Regions from separate parts of the Mus musculus genome. Here all the other regions are linked to region 1. The links are chromatin contacts, called in public Hi-C and promoter capture Hi-C maps. All regions are on one chromosome and are shown on one strand. Each heading gives the region's core, a stretch centred on a gene start, on an enhancer-like site or on the middle of the called end of the contact. The rest is flanking DNA. Distances are from core to core; before and after follow the strand shown. Region 1 holds the start of Fkbp8 (FK506 binding protein 8). Region 2 holds the start of Pbx4 (pre B cell leukemia homeobox 4). Region 3 holds the start of Gatad2a (GATA zinc finger domain containing 2A).

The links. Promoter capture Hi-C pulls out the DNA fragments that hold promoters and counts their contacts. A called contact is a pair of places that touch in the nucleus more often than the background predicts.
Region 2: a contact with region 1 is called in a Hi-C map of CD4 T cells, with 3 times the contacts expected there. The contact joins the promoter of Pbx4 here to the promoter of Fkbp8 in region 1. A contact is called at or near these places in 1 of 39 promoter capture datasets (pre-B cells), 1 of 484 Hi-C or Micro-C datasets (CD4 T cells) and 2 of 115 datasets of contacts at active chromatin or transcription factors (astrocytes and epiblast stem cells).
Region 3: a contact with region 1 is called in a promoter capture Hi-C map of pre-B cells, with 3 times the contacts expected there. The contact joins the promoter of Gatad2a here to the promoter of Fkbp8 in region 1. A contact is called at or near these places in 1 of 39 promoter capture datasets (pre-B cells), 3 of 115 datasets of contacts at active chromatin or transcription factors (astrocytes, effector CD8 T cells and neural tube) and 3 of 9 other capture datasets (adipose tissue, liver and macrophages).

Annotation. Positions count from the first base shown.
Region 1 is chr8:70,526,359-70,529,206 of GRCm38.p6, reverse strand. It overlaps Fkbp8 (FK506 binding protein 8), which reads right to left and starts at 1,464. Exons shown (of 9, transcript NM_001111066.1): 1 at 1,371-1,464.
Region 2 is chr8:69,831,177-69,834,024 of GRCm38.p6, reverse strand. Pbx4 (pre B cell leukemia homeobox 4) reads right to left here and starts at 1,401. Exons shown (of 8, transcript NM_001024954.2): 1 at 1,174-1,401. The coding sequence starts at 1,316.
Region 3 is chr8:69,972,901-69,975,748 of GRCm38.p6, reverse strand. It overlaps Gatad2a (GATA zinc finger domain containing 2A), which reads left to right and starts at 1,366. Exons shown (of 13, transcript NM_001113346.1): 1 at 1,366-1,659.

The DNA of each region.
Region 1 (2,848 bases), core at 215-2,714:
CTGTTATTATGGAATCTTTATAAGCACAGAAAGTAGGGAAACCCTAGCTTACACAGGAAAGATCCAACAAGCACAGAAAGACAAAGCCCAGCCAGGCATGGTGGCACACGCCTTTAATCCCAGCACTCAGGAGGCAGAGGCAGGTGGATTTCTGAGTTCAAGGTCTACAAAGTGAGTTCCAGGACAGCCAGGACTATACAGAGAAACCCTGTCTCGATAAACCACCAAAAAAAAAAAAAAAAAAAAGACAAAGCCACTTAGCCAAAGTCAGAAAACAAGCCAATTAACAAGAGGGTCAAGATCGAAAGTTATTGAGCTGAATGTCAAGAAAAGGGTGTTGGGGTAATTGAGGCAGTGGGGACTGTCACTGAGGCCTTGGGACAGCAATCTTTATAAGTTTTATAACTTATTCATTTGAAAAAGGTGAACTTTTAGTAGAGGTTCCTGACTCTGGCCACCTTCTCTGCTAAAGGATCCAGCAATAAAGGATTGGTGCTAGAAACTTAATGTCTCTTGCTGAATCTCCCAACAACAGAGACGATGGCTCCAACCTGCCTCTATCACCAAGTCTGCTTCCAGCTTTTAATCGTAGTAGGGCACTGGGGAGATAGCTCAGGCAACAGGGCACTTGTCTACCAAGCACAAGACCCGGGGTTCTAACCCCAACGCTGCAGAAACCATGTATCAGCAAATGCCTTTCATTCCAGCAATCGGGAGGTGGAGGAAGGATGACCAGGTATTCGAGGCCATGGAATTCATGAGTTACATGAAATCCTGACTCAAGAAATTGAAAGCATAAGCTAGGATTGTAATTCGTTGGAAGAGCGTTCTCCTAGCAAGCACGACGCTTTAGAATTAGCACCCCTGTAAACCAGGTGTGGCAAGGCACGCCTGTCATCCAGCTCTTCGGACAGGAAGGCCAGGAGTTCAAGGCCAGCCTGAGCTACACACCCACTTGAAGACTAGCTTAGAATACTGGAGACCCAGTCTCAAATTAAATAAAAGCGAAAGAGTAGTGGGAACACCAATATGGACTCTTGCACCATCTCGCTGGCCCCAGGCCTCTCTGCGGAGGCCCCCAACCCAGCTGTAGAACCCTACGTCCTATCAGGCCCTCTCCTTAAGCCCCAGGAAGCCCCGGAGCCCTGCGTCCCTGCCCTGCGACCCTCACCTGCGGGGCTCCTTCCGGGATCCGGCCCCGACCGGAGACCCTCCCGCCCCGAGCCCCCACAATGCCCCGCGCGCCCCGCACCCCAACGCCGCCCCGCGCCCGGTCGACACTACCGCCCCGGGAGGCCCAGCCTCCCGCAGCCTCGGGAGGCCTTGGCCCCGGGAGCCTCGGCCTCCTCGCTACGCCCCGTCACACGTGCCTGCGGCTCGGGGACCCCGCTCGGGGTCCTGTGCCCCCTCCCCGCCCCCAGCCGCGGCCGCCGCGCCTCGGGAAACAGCTTCAGATACGCAGCCCCGCCCCCGCGCACCCATTGGCTGTTCACACCGCGTCTGCCGTGTTTATTGGCTTGTGCACACGTCCGTCTCGCGCCCTCGACACCACCTCCTTCCTGGTAAGCTCCGCTGGCCGTTTCTTAAAGGGGCTCTAGCCTCTAGGTGGAGGGGCTGTTGGGAGTGGGAGATGGGAACGCACTGGGCGCACAGTGGGAGAGGATAGCAGCACGCCCTGATTTGAGTTCATGCTGGGGCAGGCTTCCTCCTGCTTACATACGAGGTAGAAATAAACAAGAAACACTGTAGCTCATGCGCGGTCATTTTCGGGGCTCTTTGGAAAACAATAATATTTCATAATTTTACTTAATACTTTATTTCATGTCCTCCTTCCCCTGCCCCTCTCTTTTCCTGGGGCGTGGTGAGCAAGCCTCTCTGTGTAGGCTTGGCTGTCCTGGACGCAGCACGTTTACCAGACCAGGCTGGCCTTAAACTCATGGAGATCATACTGCCTCTATCTGCTCCTGGGATTAAAGGTGTGTGCTACCACACCCGTCTCAACTATTTTATTATAGCATTCTCTTTTGTTTCATGTTTTATATTGTATTTTAGTTAGCCAGGGTCTGACCATGAAGCCCAAGCTGACAGCAAAGTGTTTAGCTTGCTTGTGAGGTTCTGGAGTCTTAAAGAATTATTGATTTAATTTTATTAGTACACTGTCACTGTCTTTAGACACACCAGAAGAGGGCATCAGATCCCATTACAGATGATTGTGAGCCACCATGTGGTTGCTGGGAATTGAATTTAAGGACCTCTGGAAGAGCAGTCAGTGCTCTAAACCACTGAGCCATCCATCTCTCCAGCCCCAAGGTTCTGGGGTCTTGTGTGACTGCTTACTAAGTTACCTTGAAGGTACAGACGGGGTCAGGAAGCCAGACAGGGTGCTTGCCTGTTGTCTCAGTACTTGACAAGTGGGGCACTGAGGATCAGAAGTTCACGACCCGGCTTGGCTACATTGCACTGTCTAAAAGAACAGTAGCTGAAAGCTGAAGGGCAGTCACCTGAGATACAAGGTTTTCAGTAACTGCCTGCTGTCCATGCAGACTCTGCCAGAAGGTGCTAAGGTGTCAGGGAGAAAGCAGGGCCTCTCATTTGAAGGACCTTATCTACTCTCCCGAGCTGTCACCTTTCAAGAATGATCCTGTAATTCTTTCACTTGATATCAAAGAAACCATGGGCTTGTTCCAGTTCTGAGGGCTTTGAACCTGGCTACATCTGAAACCCAGTGGGGTTTGTTTTTTGTTGTTGTTCTTTGGTTCTTGTAGTACTTGAAATTGGATCTGGGACCTTTGCACATGCTAGGCAGAAGCTCAGTTAAGCAGTGTAGACCTCAATATCTCTTTACATG
Region 2 (2,848 bases), core at 152-2,651, 700 kb after region 1:
AGCCCTGTGTTCAGCCTGAGCATCACACGAGCTGGGTGTGCTGGTACATGCACTCAGGGAGGCTGAGGCAGGAGATCATCCTGGACTGTATGTGTTGTATGGAGAGTTTCAGGCTAGCCTGGGAAACATGAGGTCCTCTCCCAAACAAACAGACAAATAAATATAAAGAAAAGGAATCCTTGGGATGTGGTTAGTGGGTGGCGGATGACTCTCACCCCAGCACTCTGAAGGTAAAGACTGCATGATCAGGAGTTCAAGGTTATCTTTTGTTTGTTTGTTTGTTTGTTTGAGTCTCTGGATGGTTCTAGCCAGGGTTTCTCTGTGTAGCCCTGGCTGTCCTGGAACTCGCTTTGCAGACTAGGCTGGCCTCGAACTCAAAGATCCTTCCAAGGTTATCTTTTAATAAGTTTGAGGGATGGAGAGAGGGCTCAGTGGTTAAGAGCACTGACTGCTCTTCCAGAGATCCTGAGTTCAATTCCCAGCAACCACTTGGTGGCTCACAGTCATCTGTAATGGGATCTGATGCCCTCTTCTGGTGTGTCTGAAGACAGCTACAGTGTACTCATATACATAAAATAACTGACTCTTTAAAAAAAATGATGAGTTTGAAGCAAGCCTGGTGATAAAAGCTCCTGCCAGGTTGGGGGTGGGTACACTGGAGAGAGAGCTTAGTGGTTTAGTGTACTCGCTACACTCCCAAAGAACTGGAGATCTCTACTCACATGTCGGGAGCACACACACATACACACAAAGAGAAAATAAAAACTATAAAAAGACGGGTGCCCTCTATGTCCACCCAGCTCCCCATATCCGTTCCTGAAAGTTCTCAACGGATCCTGTATCAGATCATTCTAGTACAGGCTCTTCAGTAGCTTCTCTTCCACTGTGTGACTTGCAAACTTGCGGTCTTTGCCCTACCCCAACCCTACGCGTCCGCCAATAATAGATCACTTAACCCTTCCAATGTCTCCTGTTCCCAGGGCCGGGCTTTTACCTCCATAACTCTGATACCCTCTTTCCTCACGAAGTCACCCTTTAGTCCAGGACAAATTCTTGTATCCTTCATTCCCTCTGGCCCAAGATCACTCCGCCTGTCCATCACTCCAAGCTCAGCTGCACCTGTCCCATCCTCATCCCGCCTCCGCCCCTTCCCTTCCTGCCCGGGAGCCGCACCTGGCCTGAGCCTCGTCCAGGCTCTGGTCGGTGATGGCCATGATCTGCTGCAGGACGTCGCTCGTGTCATGGCCTAGTGGAGCTGTGGTCGGCAGGCGGCGCGGGGCGGGCTGTGGCGGCACGGGACGCAGAGGGGCGGCCATGGGCTACAGTCCCGAGCGAGCGCAGAGGGACAGGTCCCGCCGGGCTCTCGCGCTTGCGCAGCAGCCAACCGCCGCAGACCCAGGGACCACGCCTCCTTCAAGTCCACTAGCCAATAAAACGCCCTTTTCATCTATCTTCGCCGTGCATCACCCTCTCCTTCGCGATGCGCCCCAAACAGCTTCTCAACGGCTGCTGAGGGTTGAGGGTTGTCTAGGAAACAGGAATTCTCTTCTGATCCTCCCACCCCTCAGGACACGCCCCCTGTGGGCGCCGTCACCAATCAGCACCATGCACTGTTCCCCCTCCTCAGCGACTAGCTAGAAACTTCCTTTCTCAACTGCCAGTAAGAAAGGAACCCCATGGTTGGGGTTGCCATGGTAACGACTACCGCCTGCATTTGCTTAAGTCTGGTGCACTTTATGGCTACCTTCCCCATCATAGGCCCTCGTCCCTTGCTTACTCCAGTGCCTCTGCCTTCTCTTTAGTCCTGGATCTGTTTAGGTTATCACTTCTTCACAGGGCCCGGGTTCTTTACAGTCATTCACATCTGAGTTTACTTCCTCAGAGGCTTGCATCCTCACTGTTTGCTCCCCATCTTCATATTTTTCAAAAATTTCAAAAATTTGTGGGTGGGCAAGGCGACACATGCCTTTAATCCCAACACCAGGGAGATGGATCTCTGTGAGCTCTAGGCTAGCCTAGGCTACATAGTTTCCAGACAGCCAGGGCTATACAGAGAGACCTTGTTTCAAAAATAACTTGAGACAGAGTCTCTTATTGCCCATGCTGTCCTCAAGTTTGTTATGTAATGAAGGTTGCCCGAGTTTGCTATGATTGGAGCATGATCTCGAACTTTCTTCTACCTCTAACTCCTAAGTGCTGGGATGAGTGCTGTGTGCCACAGGGCCCTGTTTGTGTGGTGAAGAGGATGGAATTCAGGGCAGCAAGCATACCAGACAAAACCCTACCAACCTAACTATATCTGTACCCTAAATTTTCAGCGTCTTGAGTCAGTGCCTCATATAGTTCAAACTGATATCAAATTCACTGGTAACTGAGAGTGCCTTCCCCTCTCCTCACTGCCCTGGCTACTTCCTCAGAACTGTGGGTCTTCCTCCTCATAGCTCCCCACAGCTCCTCAGAATTCCCACTCCCCAGTCCTGCCTCTTCCTCAAGGCCTCTCACACCTGAGTCCCAGGCTCCGCAAAATTTCTGGTCCTTTTCACAGTCCCTCCCACCCCCCGCCCTGGGGTTCTCCCAGCAGCCCTCAGGGTCCTCCACTCTATGACTCCTCAGAATTCTTCTGGGCTGGTGAGATGGCTCAGTGGGTAAGAGCACCCGACTGCTCTTCTGAAGGTCCAGAGTTCAAATCCCAGCAACCACATGGTGGCTCACAACCATCTGTAACATGATCTGACTCCCTCTTCTGGTGTGTCTGAAGACAGCTACAGTGTACTTACATATAATAATAAATAAATCTAAAAAAAAAAAAAAAAAAGAATTCTTCTGACCTCAAGAGCATCAATGTCTG
Region 3 (2,848 bases), core at 117-2,616, 550 kb after region 1:
GTACAGACTGGCCACGAACTCATCCACCTACCTTGAGGCTTCATTTTCTTTATTTCATTTCCTTTTCTTTCTTTTTCTTTTTTTAAAGATTTATTTATTATATGTGAGTACACTGTAGCTGTCTTTAGACATACCAGAAGAGGGCATCTCATTACAGATAGTTGTGAGCCACCATGTGATTGCTGGGATTTGAACTCAGGACCTCCAGAAGAGCAGTTGGTGCTCTTAACCACTGAGCCATCTCTCCAACCCTTATATATATATATATTAAAAGAAACTGATGTGTCATGAGTGTTTTGCCTGCATGTGCATCTGTGTACCACATGTGTACTTGTTGCCTGAGGAGGAGAGCCTCCATGTGGGTGCTGGGAATAGAACCCAGGTCTTCCACAACAAGAAGTGCCCTTAACCACTGAGCTAACTCTTTAGCCCTGGGCTTTGTCTTCATAAGATTTCTTTATGACGTGTTTCTGTATGATGAGGACAGAAGGCATAAATACCCTAGAACCGGAGTTATGGTAGGTTGTAAGCCACCATGTGGGTGCTTGGGTCTTCTGCAAGAGCAGCCAGTACCTTTAATTGCTGAGCCATGACTCCAGATGTGTTTTTTAAATTAACATATTTTATTTATGAGCGTGTGTTTGTGTCTGAGGACAACTTGTGCGGATGGAACTCAGGTCATTATGTTTGGTGGCAAGCCTCTTTAAACCACTGAGCCATGTCGCTGTCCTGGAATAGGTTTTCTATGAACTTTGTACTTTTCCCTGTTGAAATTGTAAATTGGCTTCAGATGCTTCATAATCTCCCCAAACTTGCTTCCTTTCTGGCTATTATTGTCTCCTTGGTGTTACCAGAGAGGGTTGGGCGCAGGTTTGTTTTCTTGGGGATTCCTTCTTCTCCAGAGGCACAGGCTAGATGTGGATTACTGGAAGGAGACAGCCGTCCACCTCGTTCTCTGCAGGTGGATTGGCTTGGTGGGTAGGTTGAACTGTCTGCGGTCCGGGGGAGAGGGGTGACCGCTCAGCCGATCGCACCTTCTCACTGGAGGTCAACACCGAAGTTCCTGAGAGGAAGCTTTGCGAGGCCCCGGGCGCGTCTCAGAGTTACAAGAGGTGGCCGTGCAGGGCTCGGGCGAGGTCAGCGTGAGTCAGCCCTGGGCGCGGCCGAGCTCTGTGCACTAAGCTGGCCATGGCTGAGGGGCGCTTAGCAGCCCAAGTGGGAAACCCAGTCGCTTAGCGCAGCGTCGCCAGTCTTTGGGGCTGGGAGGGCGGTGCTTCCGGGTAGGCCCGCCCAGCCTCGCCTCCAGGGAACCACGCCCACATAAGACCACGCCCACAGGGAGCCCCTCCCTTCCCGACCCCGCCCATCCGGGTGCGGGCGGGTGGCGTCGCCTTTAAGAGCTCCCCGGTGTTTTGGGGGCCGCGGGCCGGGCGCGCTGACCTGGTGCGCATGTCCCGGGCGGTGACGCCGGCGCCGGGCTCCATGTGTGCGGCCGAGGGGCGCATTATCTGGCCGGCGGCGCGGGCGGGCGGAGCGGCGGAGCGAGCGCCGCGGGCCCGGGCGGCCCCTCAGGCGCAGCGAGCACGCGCGGCCGGCGCCCCCCGCCCCCAGCCCTGTGGACACGCGCGCTGCCCCTGGGCCCGGTCGGCGCGCGGCCGGGTAAGTTCCTAGCAAACTTGGCAAGGCGGGGCGGGGGCGCGGGAAAGTGGGAGCGCGGTCGTATTCGGTTTGCTGCGCTGCGGTTCGCTTCGCCTGCGCCGCTGGAAAGTTCCCCACCGCCCTCGCACGTGGGGCTGGGGTCCCTGGTCCCCGGAGCCGGGAAGTGGCCGAGTCGCCTCACTCCCTCCTGAGCTTTTCAGGCTGGGAGGCCGCCCCAAGGGGGGCGGCGGGCACACAGCACGTGGACGAGTGGCGTGGGGTGAGAGTCCACGGGAGGGTCGGGGGTCCGAGCCCGGCGGCGGCGTTAAATTCGGCGGCGACGGCGGCGGCGGAGGCGGCGGAGGATCCCGTGTCAGAATAAGAGTCCCTGCGCGCCCACGCCTGCAGGGCCGGTCCCCCCCCCCCCCCACCGTCCTGCTTGGGCTCGCGCCCTTCCTGCTTGACCCTGGGGAGCCATGGGACCCTTCCCCCTCTCTTGGTTCCTGTTTTCCTCATGGCCCTCCACTTTAAATTTGCCTCCGGGTGTACGATGTGGCTCCAATAATTTCTTTTTTCTTCCACCTGGAACGGGTTGGCATCAGTGACTAGACAGCAGCAGCTGGCCTTTTAAAGGGATTAATGCCAAGAATCGGAATTGATCACTTCAACAAGGAAAGGCTTCTGGGCAGGCCTCAGCCGCAGCCGGACTGCGCTCTCCGGAACCCTGAAATGAATGGGGACCCCTCATTAAGACCTGTATGGCAGAATGTTTTGTTTTTCCTTCCCGCCCCTGCAGTTTTAGCAGAGGCTGCAAGTTCTACCTACCTGACTCACTTCAGGTAGTTCACTCTTATCTTGTGGCTTTGGATTCTTTAGGACAAAGTCCTGGTGAGTCTCCTGAGCCTTACATTTTCTTGACAGCATTAACTTCTTTTTATCTTCTTGGAGTATGCAGCACTCCCACGTCCCTGTTAATGTGTGTGTCCATTCACAAAGCGATAGATACCTGTTGTGGATGTAATCTGTATACTGAGCCTGAGTCTCCCTCTTGTTCTTCTCATCCTACCATTCGGTGGTTACGGTGGTTACAACTTTTCTTTAAAGCAACATTACACCACAGCACTGTGAATACCCTCCAGTCCTTAGCTTATACCTGGCTCTCAGTGTGCATGGGCCAAGTTTCCTTTGCAGGTATAGCAGGTACCAAAAA